Regions from separate parts of the Mus musculus genome. Here regions 2 and 3 are each linked to region 1. A link is a contact called in public Hi-C and promoter capture Hi-C data. All regions are on one chromosome and are shown on one strand. The core of a region is the stretch at or near the end of the contact, and the rest is flanking DNA. Distances in the headings are between cores, read along the strand shown. Region 1 holds the start of Pthlh (parathyroid hormone-like peptide). Region 2 holds the start of E330012B07Rik (RIKEN cDNA E330012B07 gene). Region 3 has its middle 65 kb from the start of Pthlh.

What was found. Promoter capture Hi-C pulls out the DNA fragments that hold promoters and counts their contacts. Hi-C and Micro-C count contacts between places; a contact is called where the count stands out from the background.
Region 2: a promoter capture Hi-C map of embryonic stem cells shows a contact between it and region 1, with 5 times the contacts expected there. The contact joins the promoter of E330012B07Rik here to the promoter of Pthlh in region 1. A contact is called at or near these places in 3 of 39 promoter capture datasets (embryonic stem cells, frontonasal cranial neural crest and hippocampal neurons), 1 of 484 Hi-C or Micro-C datasets (embryonic stem cells) and 2 of 115 datasets of contacts at active chromatin or transcription factors (embryonic stem cells and pancreatic cancer cells).
Region 3: a contact with region 1 is called in a Hi-C map of cortical neurons, with 1.9 times the contacts expected there. The contact joins the enhancer-like site here to the promoter of Pthlh in region 1. A contact is called at or near these places in 2 of 39 promoter capture datasets (frontonasal cranial neural crest and trophoblast stem cells), 4 of 484 Hi-C or Micro-C datasets (cortical neurons, nephron progenitors and uterus), 3 of 115 datasets of contacts at active chromatin or transcription factors (T-cell acute lymphoblastic leukemia, embryonic stem cells and pancreatic cancer cells) and 2 of 9 other capture datasets (adipose tissue and liver).

The regions. Positions count from the first base shown.
Region 1 is chr6:147,261,881-147,266,522 of GRCm38.p6, forward strand. Pthlh (parathyroid hormone-like peptide) reads right to left here and starts at 2,133. Exons shown (of 4, transcript NM_008970.4): 1 at 1,705-2,133; 2 at 1,390-1,515. The coding sequence starts at 1,490.
Region 2 is chr6:147,177,593-147,182,234 of GRCm38.p6, forward strand. It overlaps E330012B07Rik (RIKEN cDNA E330012B07 gene), which reads left to right and starts at 2,649. Exons shown (of 3, transcript NR_033640.1): 1 at 2,649-2,722.
Region 3 is chr6:147,326,724-147,331,365 of GRCm38.p6, forward strand. No RefSeq gene overlaps it. Among named protein-coding and RNA genes, the nearest start is that of Pthlh, 65 kb to the left of the region's middle. Within about 2 kb of position 2,713, at least 18 of the 459 cell types and tissues checked have an H3K27ac peak or open chromatin away from gene starts, as enhancers often do. A contact at or near this core is called in cortical neurons, where this site is marked.

The DNA.
Region 1 (4,642 bases), core at 883-3,382:
ATATTTGGATGTTAGGTAATTGAATTTCACACAAGTCTCAAAAATGAGGGAAAAGTCTCAAGACAATTTCGAGAAGTAAGCCAGCAGTGCACTCACTCTTGGGACAATGCTGCCTTATCTCCAGTACAATGCTCTACACAACTTGCCTTAGGAGATTCATAATAGAGTTTCATTTTCGTGCCAAGATCCAGACATGTCTAAAGTAATTTCATTTAAAGATTTTCTGCCGAACTAATAAGAATAGACCAGAAGCAGGCGCTGAACAGTCGCCTTTTTGTATACCCTCGGGAGTTTACAAGAAGCACCAGGAACCTGACTGTAAATATTAGGTAGATATTGCTGCTTCTCTTGTGAGGTGAGCAAGTCCTCCTAATGCCTTCTCCAGAGCCAAACGACTCATTTCTTAAACTTTATGGTTTTCCCATCTTGAACAGAGTCTGTGCTAAGAGAGCAGCCCTAGACGGTATTACATCGACATCGATGAGACAGACAGATTCAAGCATGCCTACTACTTCCCAAACACTGCGGCGATATTTTGCTGGTGTTCTTAGATGTATTCTTATCTCAAAGTCAAAATCACTCTTTAAGAAATCAAAAACTCAACCACCAGCTGAGAATGCCGAACTACAAGCTTTCAGACCACAATGCAAATATTTCGACTCCGGATTAAAGAACCGTTAGCAATAATTCCAGGAAAAAGAAAGTTTCCACGCCTAAAGTCCATTTTGGAGACAAGCACACCCGCCTTCCTGAATGGTATCGATACTAAAGTTGGACGTTTGCCATTAAAAAGTTGTTACTACTAAATTATATAATATGCTTTGTTATGTAACACAGTCCTGTTTTATATGCTTAAAATTATGTCATTCATAATAAAACTAGACACAACGTTTTTGCTTTTCACACACAGACTGCCACCCACATTTAGACATATCCACTCGCTTGTGTGCGCGCACACACACACACAGACACAGACACACAGACACACACACAGACACACACACAGACACACACAGACACACACAGACACACACAGAGGCACACAGACAGTTCCTGAATCCCCCAGTTTCCTGCTGAGTTTCAGAACCTCTCGGTGGATAAAGTAACTTTGGTGGTTCCCTGCAGACAGATATCTTGCCGGCCCAGGTTCTGAAAAAGACTCCCTCTTATGGAAAGGCACATCAAACTTGTTTCGTGCCTGTCCATTTTGGGGTCTCACCAGCTCTCTAGATGGCTTTCCTGGGCTCAGCCCCTTGCTAGCAGGTACCCCGTGACTGTGTCCAACTCAGGTTGGGACCATCAGGGACCCCTAGGCTTCCTCAGCATCGCCCGCCTCAGCTGGCGCTGGTCTTCCCCACCCCTCACCCCAGGAGGAAGACCGGTACTTACAGCCTGCGGCCAAGCCCCTCCACCGAACGCCCGCGGGAGGGCACGGAGTAGCTGAGCAGGAATACCAGGACACTCCACTGCTGAACCAGCCTCCGCAGCATCGTGCCGCTCGCTGGCTCTGGGGACCTGCAAGAGTGGAACCCGAGGGTCAGTCCCGGCTCTCCATCTCTTCCTCGCACTGCCCCGCTCCCTCTTTTGGAACCCCGTGGCTTCCCAACAGCCACTCCAAAGTCGAGGGCATCTCACAAGTTAGGAGGAAAAAAGAAAACAAGAAAAAGAAAGCAAAAAAGTGTCTCCGAGCCCCTGAGCACTTACTTGTGTAGGAATCAGCGCCTCTAACTGCGCCTCTCTCAAACCGCACAGGCAAAAAGGGACCCGAGAGGGGAAAAAGCAATCAGAGAGCTTCCTCTGAAAGAAGAGCGAAAACCGGGCGTTTTACATAGGCGTCGGGGATGCGTGGCGCGTTGCTGTGGCTCCCATAGCAATGTCTAATTAGTCTTGGCGGCAGCACTCTGGGTCGTGGGGCAGGTCAAACCCCTCTTCAAACGCGGGTGTTCCTCAGGAGTCAGCTGTCCTGCGCACCGGGCCTCTGGGTGCACAGCCACTTGCGGCAGAGCGCGTATATATACATAGCTGTCGGTCTACCTCCTTCGGTGGGCTGGTTGCTTCCGGAAAGTTGATTCCACAACGCCCTTGAACAAGTTGCAGGCGCGCGTGTCGTGGATGCGAGGGCCAGGTGGCCGCGAGGGCGGGTTCCGGCAGCGGGGCGGAGCGGCCCAGCTGGGGCGGCGCAGGTTGGAGAGTAGCTGTGAGCCCAGCCCTGGAAGGTTCACACGCTCCGGGGCCAACCTGCTGAGAAGTGAGCGAGTCGCAAAGAGGTGGCGCCCGAGGAACGCGCGCCGGCGGAGCAGGCAGGGGTGAGCGGGCCGGCGGGGGCGGGGAGCACAGGGGAGCCCGGAGCCACGGAGCCCCACCCCAGTCCTGGCCCGCGTGGGCCGATCTGACGCTCTCCTCCTCCTGAACCGGCCTGCTGTCGCCTGAGTGGCAGGTCCAGGAGTCCAGGTCCCTACAAACAGCAAGGAGGAACCCCGGGTGGCCTGAGAATCCCAAGAGTCCCAAGCTCGCTTGCAAGCTCGCATTGCACTGCATTCCTGCCTGGTGTGGCCTTCTCCTGGGGAGGGGACTAAACCTAGCACCCAGAAGAGCAAAGGCGATTTTGGGTCTTACTGTTTGGGAAGGGTTGGGGACATCACGTCTGGAGCAGGTCCTAGAACGGGTGTGTGAGCAAGGAAGAAGACCCACTTTGTGATCACAGACGACCTGGAATGCGCAGAGTCCTTCTTTCTCACCTTCTTCTGATAACCTACTCTATGTCCTGATAAAGATTCACTGAGTGCCCATTTGCTTCAGCTTCTCAGTGCTGCTGGGCAGGGAGTGGGGGTGGGGGGTGGGGGAGAAAGTTGTGAGTTACTGATTGTGGGTCTAGAGGTGTGTGTGTGTGTGTGTGTGTGTGTGTGTGTGTGTGTGTGTGTGTGAATACTAGTTTCCCCCCAGGTCCTAGATCACGCTGAAATGAACATGGGAACCACTCAAAGAAGTTTGCCTTCTAGACAATACTGCTGGAAAATTTCATCTGACTCTCTAGGAGGCTAGTGTCACTCAAAGACCTTTGTCAGACCTGGGCTGTGATGCTCTACAGACTTCTGGGGTGGGTACTCCTAGGACTTCTCACCCCTCCCCTCCCCTAAGCCTTGCTGCTCGCCAGCAGTTAAAGCTTTCAGCTGTCTTGGGCGGGGTTCCCTCTCATCAGAAGCCCTTGTCTCTTTCCCTTGATTCCTTTAAACTTCATACTTGTAAAAAAAAAAAAAAAGTTGGCTTCTTCCCACCTTAAAAAGAAACCCGGGAATTTCCATAACGTCCTTTAAGTGGTTAAGAATTTGTAACTGTTAGACATGTTTACATGGCACGAAAAGAGAAAGTTTGAACCTGTGACACTCTGTGATAACCCTTCCCCAAAGATGCTGGAGCCCTAATTGATCTGGAGTGGGGAGCCCCATGAGAGGAAAAGAAGGGACTCACAAAGCAACCATTCTGCTGCGTTTCCTGAGACTTGCTTAACGTTAAACATGATATTTGCTTCACCACCAAGAAAAAAAAATCCAAAGGTACTTTGCCAAGTCTCAAATTACTTTGACTTAAAAATACTCCCCCAATAAAAGGCTGAAACAAAAACTAGACACACTGTGCGTTTAAGGCTGGAATCTATACACTACTTTGATTGATGTTGTTTTTTTCCTAATTAGACAAAATTGACCCTCCTTTCCCCCTTTTCCTTTCTCTACCCCATCACCCACCATCTTTTCTGAGGCTAATGGAAAAACATCATCCATTTTAAAAGAATTTCCTCTCCTGGAAACACAAAGAGAAACTATAGAGAAACTATGGACAATGAGGAATAAGTAGCTTTATCTCCTCAGAATTAAACACTTTCTCATGCTGTGTTACTTCACTTTTTCCTTGAGTCACAAGCTCCTCCACATTCTGACCAAGGAAGGGACATCCTGTCAGTCTCATTCAGAAATATTTGTTTTGTAAAATCAAGTCTTTAATGAATGAAAAGCTTTGTGTAAGTGGTCTTTTCCGTTGTGAGGAAGCAGGTCCTGCTCCAGGCAGACCGAGTTCCTTTCTTGATGTAGAAATTATCTTTAGTGTCAGCCTCCGATTCTTTGCCTTGGCTGCAAAGGGTGTTTTATGACATCATAATCTAGATTACGATCTTGCTAAGGTCACAAGGCAGCAAGGAAACAAAGTGGGGACCCAACCCCCAGGCTTATGAACAGGTCACGTGATTGATCAGGTGACAGGTTTGCTTAGGCTCCCTGTCACACAAGCGCACCTTGACAAGCAAGAGGTTCTGAAGGTCTGCCTCTGCCAGTCCACACTCATGGGAATGCTGAGCTCACGAGCAGTGTCTAGGTTCCCTACTCTGTAAATGATGGTTTTCAAAATCCAGCTTTCAAGGAGGGGCCTCGCACCCATAAGTTCACGGTGGTCACCAGTTTATAGGTATTACCCGCGTGTTTCCTCTATGGAGAGAAGCTAGTGGAAAACTCAAAGTTTTGTATTCTGTACTTCCTCTGTCTTCCTTTTGAGCCAAACAATAAGCAAAGAAATAAACATTTGATTTATGCGTTTGAGTAATGCTTTGGACTAGCCACCAATTCTCACATCTGTCTGCCAGTAGCTCCAAGTC
Region 2 (4,642 bases), core at 1,399-3,898, 84 kb before region 1:
ATTCCTGGTTCACCCTCACAAAATGGAAAACTGCGTACAACACTGAGTGATCTTTTGAAAGCGTGTTGGGACACTACCGTAAACACAATTCTACTTCCTGCAATTCCCCAGCTCGGTGCAAAGACTCAGGAGACATGATAATGAAGGCAACAAGAACTGTGTGCATCAAGTCGTCAGACTTTGGTTCCTAGAAGGACTGATGTGGTTGTGCAGAATAGAAGATTTTCTTGAAATGACTAAGTTACCTTTCAGGAAACACTCTCCTCTTCCTGGGAAGACTTTAAATGTGCCCTGTGGGTTTTGATGAGGTTAGATCAATCTAATCATTTTAGTTCGTTTAATGAGTCAGGGCGACGACTGCAGAGAATGGGAAATCACGCAATCTTCGGGAGGACTGAGATGGAAGCCTAGCCCCTGGGCATCTAGGCACTGATTCTTCTTGTCAGAGGGCTCAGTTTATTGCAAAACAATTAGATTAGTTTCATTAGTTAAACCTTAAAACCCTGATATTAAAAACTTTAGCTTCCCTATAGAACCTCCTACAATCTGAATGCTTAGTAAGGATTTAATTATAGTGGACTCTTAGGCTGAGAAACTGAGCCCCCTTTTCTGGCCTTTGTACAATTAAGTGCCTGTCAAACTCAGGCAACCCCTAATTTTCTTTAAGTGAAAGCAGTTGATGAGCTTAAAACCAATTCTGCCCTTAGGGCTTTTCTTTTTTAAATGAAAGTCTTATAATTAGAAATGAAAGTTCATAGAAACTTAAAAGACTTTTCCCCCCTTCTTTTTTTCACCCCCTGTGGATATACTTCACTCAGACAAAAGCTGGAGAGTTTTGTCATTACTGATGTTGGGCGTGGCAGCTTCATACCCAGTTGGGAGGAGTCGCTTGAAGCTGGTGCTAGCAGAGTCTTGGACTGTAGTAGAGCCTCTCCATAACCTGGATGCTCAAATCTTGTTCAGGAGTCAGGAAATCAGCACCACCTTCTGGGAAAAGCAAAGCTTCGGGTTCCTCCCAGGCTCACAGACAGCCACCGCTGCGCGTAAGACCCCGTAGGCTGAAAGAACATTAGAGTCCAAGAAACACCTACGCATAAAACTGGTTCCTGGGGGAAATGTGAAGTTTAAAGTAATAATATATTGAACTTGTCTTCAATGTTAGAGCATTTTGTAAATTAAAGAGCAGCCGGCTTTGTTTCTCGCATCATAAAATCCAGGCAATTAGTGCTGCCCAAAGAGTATTTTGAAGCTCGTGATCCTGCCTGCGGGGAGAGACAGCCGCGCCTGGGGATCTGCCATCCTGATGAGTCTGGAACCCAAAATTTTAGGACCCCCGGTAGATCTAGCTTTTGTTAGTTTTTCTCAAAGGAAATGTACGTTCTACTCGAGAGTATCTTCTTAAGAGGAGTGCTCACTAAATATTTTTCAAATAGGTGACTACACTAAGGTGAGGTTGTACTGGATTTAGAAACTGGATTTAGAGCGTGTTAGGACACCCCACCCGACCCTCGCCTCACTCCCTTTTGCCTTGTGAACACCAGTCTGGGAGGCCCGTTTTAGACACTGCCTCCATCGATCTCTTCTGCTGTACTGTGAGCTCTATGAGGGCATCTTGGTTTCTTAGAATCTTGCTATTGAACAGTGTTTGTGTTTTATTTTGGGGTATGTGTTGTGTGTGCACTAAGATGTGGGTGTGTGAGAATGTCAGATGTCTTCCTCTCTCACTCTCTGTCTTATTGCCCTGAGACAGGGTCTTCCACTGAGAGGCTAAGCTGGCTGGCTGGCCATCGAGCTCTCAGAATCTACCTGCCTCCACTCCCCAATGCTGGAGTTACTGGCACACACAGCTATGCCCTGCTGCGTGTGTGTGTGTGTGTGTGTGTGTGTGTGTGTGTGTGTGCTGGGTATTGGAATCCAATCCTCATGCTTTTAAAATAAGCACTCTTACCCGTTGAGTCATTTCCTCAGCTCCCCCCCCCCCTGTATTAATTGTAGCAAAGTATTTGCAACATGAAATTTCCCATTTTGGCCATTCTGAAAGTGTCCTGTCCAGTGGCATTGAAAATGATGACTCTTTGTAGCCACCATCCCTTTCTATCTTGTAAAATGGAAACTCTATGTCATTGAACAATAGCTGTCCAGCTTCTTTGTGTATAGTGCAGGCTAGCCTCTAACTCCTGGTCTGGCCTTGAACACATGCCCTTCTTCCTCCACCACCCCCATATTGGGATTATAGATTCAGGCACCACACCTTGCTTCAGTGCGCTCACTGAGCAATCTAATGGCTAAAAATGTTGAATGTTTTTCATGACAATATGCATTTCTTCATTTGAAAACTGCTCAGTTTATCCTTTCATTTATTGATGGGGTTATTGGTTCTTTGAGTGTTTAATGATTTGAGTTCTTTATATATGGTGGACATTAGTCCCTGTGCTGGTTGGTTTTTGAGAACTTGACACAAGCCTGAACATACCCAGGGGAGGAAAATCATACCAGAGAAACTGTTTAGATAAGCTTGGCCTGTGGGTACATCTGTGGGGCATTCTGTTGATTGCTAATTGATGTGGGAGGGGCCAGCCCACGGTAGGCGGAGTCATCTCTGGGCAGGTAACCTGGGTTGTATAAGAAAGGTAGCTGAGCAAGTCAGGGAAAGGAAGGCAGTAAGCAACTGTTCTCCTGCCTTGAGTTCCTGCCTCAGCTACCCTGGGATAGACTGAAACCTGTAAGTGAAAATTATCCTTTTTCTGCCTAATGTGCTTTTTGGTCAGGGTTTATCACAGTTACAGAGAAGCAAACCAGGTCAGGCCCCTAAGAGATCACAAGCAACAAAGTATTTTCTTCCGTCCTGCACACTGATTCTCTCTGTTGTGTAAAAGCCCCTTATTTTAATTTTTCATGTTTGGAGCCATTTCCGGAGCTAGAGCTGCCCTCTCAGAAAGCCTCCTCTGCTGTGTTTTGAGCTGTTGCTCCTGTGCTTTCGTCCAGTGGTTGCAGGTCTTACAGTAAGTTTCTGGTCCACTGTGGTCTGACTTTTGTGCAAAGTGAGACCTGTGAATCTGGTTTCAGTTTTCCACGTGAGGCTATCCAGATTCATCAGAAACATTTGTTCAACAGGCATTGTTTTTCTAAACACACATTTTTTTTCTGTACCTGTGGGGGAAATCATGGCTATAACTGTATATTGGTATAAAGGAAAAACAATAACTTCTAGTATGTTGATCTTGTGCCCCTTTGCTGAAGGTGTTTACCAGACCTCAGAGTCTCATGGGAGTCTTTAGAGCATTCCCATTGTAGGATGACGTCATCTACAAACAAGTATACTCCAGTTTCTTTGTTTTCTATTTGTTTCCTTTTAATTCCTGTTTCTGTCTTATTGCTTTCATTTCAGCTTAAATCACTGTAAAGAGAGTGGACATTGCCACACTGCTATTGATTTTAGAGAAAATGTTTTTGGTGTTCTTCATTCTGTAAGCTCTAGCTCTGACCCATGTGCCCTTGATTATGGTCCCTTTCTTTCTAGTATCTTCAGAGCCTTTATCACAAAAGATGTTATGTTATATAAAAGGCCTTTCTGTTCCATTGAGATGATAATTTGTGTTGACCTTGATTCTCTTTGCATGTGGTACATTTGTTGATATATATATGCTGAACTGTCTGTCCTTTTTGGGGCAAAAGCAGCCAGTGATATTTTTATTTTTATTAAAATGTTTATATTTTATTTTATTTCATGTGTTTAGGTGTTTTGCTTGCATGCATGTGCAGTGCCCACAGAGGCCATTGACCATTGACCCAGACATGGCCTCAGGTGGCAGCACAAACTACTCACATCAGGCTGTTCCTCATCACCCTCACATTTCCAGTTTCTCCTCTTATCATACTGCATAAACTGTTCTTTTTCTTCTGTCTCTCCACCACACACTTGCCATGATAGTGGTGCCTTCTCGCCTCTGGGTGTCTTCCACCCATCTTCTGCTGTATGGCAGCAGGCTTGCCTCCTGGGAAGAGAATCTTAATGAGAGATGATTGTCTCTATTGGATTGACCTGTGGGGATATCTGTGGGGGGTTGTCTCAGCAACATTAATTGATGTTGTAAGAACCATCCCATGTGTGTGTGTGTGCACGTGCGTGCATGCACACATGTGCTCAAGTGTGCATGCATGTATGCATGTGCATATGTACTCAAATGGACTGTTCTTTAGGAAGAATCCTAAACTGCATATGAGTTGAGCAGTCAAGCTGATCTTAAGCAAGGAGTAAGCATTTGTGTGATTATTTCCCTTTGCTCTTGATTTTGGAGGTTATGTGGACAGCTGTCTCAAGCCCGCTGCTGTTACTGCATCCTGAAGCAATGGAATATGAGCTAGAATTGTAAACTAGAACAGCCCCTTTCTCCCCCAAGTTGCTTGTTGTCAGGGCATTATCAAACCAACAGAAATGAAACTAGAACAACCACATGGGAATAAAACAAAAACTAAATAAAAACGATGACCACAGCAACAATAACCAAGGAAACAAAGGGACAAAATAAAAAATAGGATAAACTATAAAGTATAATTAGTAAAAGTAACAGAAATAATGAAGACTCAAATAAATAAAACTCTACTTTCAAAGTAAAGAAAAATAAAGTTAGATAAAAATAAG
Region 3 (4,642 bases), core at 1,463-3,962, 65 kb after region 1:
TGGTTGGAAAAATCAAAACAGATGCTCATTAGGTCCGTCTAAGTTAGAATTAACTCCACCTTTCAGATTTTGTGTTCAACATCTGCAGAACAAAGCCAGTGATTTAACTCACCACAGCCTCCAGTTTATAGCTCATCTTCGGCTCCTCTGATCTATTGTATTTGTGCTAAAGGGCTAAGGAAGTGAGTTACAAAATCAGAGAAACTAGAAATATTAATTTTTCTAGTCCAAGATAATCACCCTCCTTAAGTTTCACTGTGCACACCCCAGGGAAACTTCTGGTCATAGAGTGTAATACTGTCCATACTCGACCTACAAAACAGCTGTGTTCCAAAGTGTCTTTTGGAAGTCAAATATTAGAAACTGTCAAGTAATTTTCCCATAGAAATGGTGTTATTTATGACAATTACATTCCCAGTTCAGCCCTTAAAACCCCATTCGACTCCTATCACAAAAATATTGTATTGATAGTAGAGTGTTCTGAGGCCTCCTTACCACCAGGATACTGGCTTTGTGGAAAGAGAAACAATGTCATGAATGTGATAAATGATCTTAAGTAAGTCAGCATGCTTTGCTCATTTGTATTGCTCTCTGTTTTGCCTTTGGCATTTGTAACAAGGAGGTTGGAGATTGTGGCCACAGGAATTTGGAGTCTGTATTGAACTCTTGACAACTGGGCTAGAACCTTGGAGATGACAGCCAGACAACTGTCTTTAAATCTAGAGTATATCTAGAGAGGAAGAATCTGTAGACTCCCGAGACTCTCACAATCCAGCTTCATGTCTATAAAGAGTTAGATCTGTAAGATCTTTTTAGCCAGGAGTGGAGAAAGCTCAGAGTTCTTCAGAAGAGTTCAGGGAAAAGTAGACAGAGCCCTATCCAGTCAGCTCTGATGATTTGACCAGTGGGTGGAACTGGGGTGGACCTATGGGGTCAAGGGTTCAAGACTTAAGAGTTTAAAGACCAAGGAGGGAATTGGAAGGATCAGAGGGAAAGGTGACTAAGAGGAAGTTTGGGTTTTTTGTTTGTTTGTTTGTTCGTTCATTTTTGTTGTTGTTTTTGTTTTGTTATAGGTATCATATTTAGGCTAAGCGAGAAGATATTCATAAAGGTCAGGCCTAGTTATAAGAGGCAGCAGTGGCCAGTCACTAATTGGGTGCAGTCGAGCAGAGATAGACCTTACACTTGCCCTCTGCCAGCGGCCCCAGCATAATAGTTCTTCAGAGGACACCATAAAACCAACAGGTTGAATAGATCCAATACACCTAGAAGAAGCAAAGTAACAGTGACTGGGCAAAAGAGCCTCTCCAAGAGCCTTAGAAGAAACAAAGTAACAGTGACTGGGCAAAGGAGCCTTTTCATACCTCTTTTCTCACCAGCACTGGTGCTCATTTGCAATACTAGTTACATGAACTGTGGCAGCTGTGTTCTCATTCATTCTTGGGTATCTCTGTTTCCCTTCCCCTTTCCTCTCCATTTGTGTCTTGTGCAGGGGATCAAATCCAGAGACTCGGGCAAGCTTAAACAGGATTTCTATCACTGTGCTATATCCCCACCCCAGGGGATTGATTTTCCCTGGAAAGAAACATTTGTTTTCATAAATGGTTAAATTCGTAATCATTTTAAAACTAGTGATTCCAGACACAGTCATATGCTTTTCCTCTGCTTTTGAAAGAGGGTGGTGAGATAAGGAGAAGACCTCTACTGCTGGGGAGACAGAGGTGGCTATGTACAGAGTTTCACAGCTCCTCAGGGGAGATGAGATTTGAAGCAGGTTAGTTATGCTTTAACATCTTCTAGAGAATTCATCTAGAAACCATGCCCTCCAATACCATCCCAACCCACCAAGGAGGCCATGTGGTTCTCAGTGCTGACTCTGGAGCTGGAGTCTGGGGATGAGAATGGAGAGAGTGAAGTACTCTTGAGTTAGAGGCTCCTGTGGGTGAGGCTGCAGGCTGCAGGCTGCAGGCTGCCCTCATCTCTCAGCCATGTGACTTGGGTCTGGGTTGCTTCTTTACCCATCTCTTCCTGGACTCATGTTGTTGCTCTTCTCCATTGCTACCATCTGACCAGGGTCTTTCTCTCCTGCTGCCCCTTATGTTCCTAAACATATTTCCTTAATCATCTTTTTTTTTTTTTTTAGCATGACCATGCTCTGAAGGATATGCAATGGCACATGATGATTTGGTACATCTTTATTGATATTCAGTTTTATTCAAGGACAGCTGAACCCTCTATTTCCATCTAATAAGACACCTATGTAGTGAGCTAGCACAGAGCAAATGGTGAGACATTTTAGTGTAAGCCAGTTTGAGCTTTGAGCTGCCCAAGACCGCAGCCCTGGATAACCAGGGAATGCACTTAATTAGCTCTGTTGTTTTGGATAGTTCATTGGTGGAAAACACAGAGCATCAGAGAGCTAATGGAAGCAGTCTTGAGGTTTGTGGAGGGGGCTTTTCTGCTCAGAATAGAAGGCATGATAGGCTTTCCCTGGAGAAGTAACGGGGGCAGGGATTTACCCCAGGAAATCAAAATATAGAGGCAGGGTGGTAGAAACAAAGCAAAACAAAATTGAACAATGATTTTAAAGGCTTAGCACTTACTTACCAAGAATAATTAGCTAAAATAGGATGCTACCAGATGGCTCAGGCTTGCTATTAAAACCCATCTGTGAGCCACATTTCCAGCCGGAGAGCTTATTTGAGGAGCTTTGTGTCACTTCAGCTGCTCTGTTCCAAATCCAGAACGACCAGCGATGACGGTGCCCTGATCCTTCTGGGTCCCACTTCCACTTTTTCTTCCTTTGCCAACCCCAACCTTTGTTCTTTCTCTGAAAGGTTTGTAAAGATATAATGATCTCTGTGTGTGCAAAGGCCTTGAGTCATTTATCTATCACATACAGGATGGCTTCTCTTACTATTTCTGGATAGAAATGTAAAATGGTTGGGGAAGATGGAGCTGAGAGGTGTGTGAGGTGGAGTCTCTGACTTTACTGATGCAGCGAGTTAGCCTGGCTTTGGGTGGGCTCCCAAGTCCTTCCCCAGCCCCTCTTTAGTTTGGTGTCCATCCTGCCATCACAGAAGGGACACCTTGGGTACGGAAATGACCCACAAACTTAGAGGCTTCATGATAGAATTGCTTGTAACTAAAAACATTAGAAATTAGGTCTTCCTTTACTATGGAGCCGGAAACTCACCCCTGCATGAGTACATGGGCTCACATGGAAAGAGGTCTGATGTGTAACACCAGTTGCCCTAAAAACACAGGGAAGAAAAACACTCCAAACCTTTTGAGAGATACTTTATACATGTATCTATATCAGTGACCTGAGTTTCATTTGCAGTGTGAGCTCAGTGAATATCAGTAACATGAAAGAAAATGCTCATTGTATCCTAATTATGGTTACGACTGTGTAGACATTAAATCTTCCTACAGTCACCAAAACATGGGTGTCTTGGATGTCATTTATAGCTAGAATAATGGCAAGTATTGATCGAGTGCTTGGGAAATCTTTTGCATGCCAAATTTTGACACGCATATGCTTCCAGATAGGTTTGGCCACAAAATATTGTTATAATAAAAGTCTAGTTACCAAACTCAAAAATATGGCGAGTGAGATATAAACTCATGTAGCACTCGTTAATTAAGGCAGGAACTGGACTCTAGAGGGCTTTTAATGGAGAGGGACTCATGGGTTCAGTGAGAAGATGAAAACCTGGCTCTGAGGAGGCTCGAGGTGAGTGTGTACCGTGTCCCTTACCGTGTCTGCCTCTGAGAATACTACAGGTGAGTGTGTAGTGTGTCTCTCAATGTGTTTGTCAAATGGACTCTTAAGATGTGACTTTGGTAGCCAAGCAAAAGCAGAAAGGATGTCCAGGTTTCCACTGGATATCACTTGAGTATTCTTAAGAATGGTGTCTGCTTGGTAGGCTGAAAAGCCAGGTAAGTGCTCAGGACAACTAAATGGGTAACCTGGCCAAGACTTGCAGACCTTGGTGGTATAAACAGAGATGAAGATCATTTGGAATATTTGTGTAGGGGCATCATGAAACCATTAATTTATCTAGGTTGTGAGTTCTCTGCTAGGGACTATCAGCATGGCCCCCTGTATTCCTCCAATGTTATCAATGAGAATTTAGGAAAAATCCCGGTCAAATCTCTGGTGTAGGACTCATGTCAGGAAGCCTAGAGGGCAGACCCAGCACTGGTTGTAGATGTTTGAGAGAGCCAAGCACTTAGTATTAATACTTTTATAATAAAAATTTGATATACATATTAATCTTGCTGAGTCTAAGAATATTTTGCTTCTCACAGTAATAGATCAGTCTTGACATTCTGATGTAAAATACACAATTATTTAAGTAATTTAGATTTGCACTTTTAAGTTAAATCTCATCAACTTTATTTAGATTATTGGAAAAGTTAAGAAAACACAAAATCCACTGTGTTTATATGTTTAATTCACTAGAATAATGTTGTTCTGATGGGACAAAGGATAGTCATTGTGATAGCTGTACTTAACAGAGAGCATAAACTATATTAAATTTGTGAACAGAGCTAAAATTATTTTATTAAGTAACAATCTATACTTGTGTGTGTAGAACAAAATACTATTCTAAATGTTTCCAAAAATGTTGCTAAC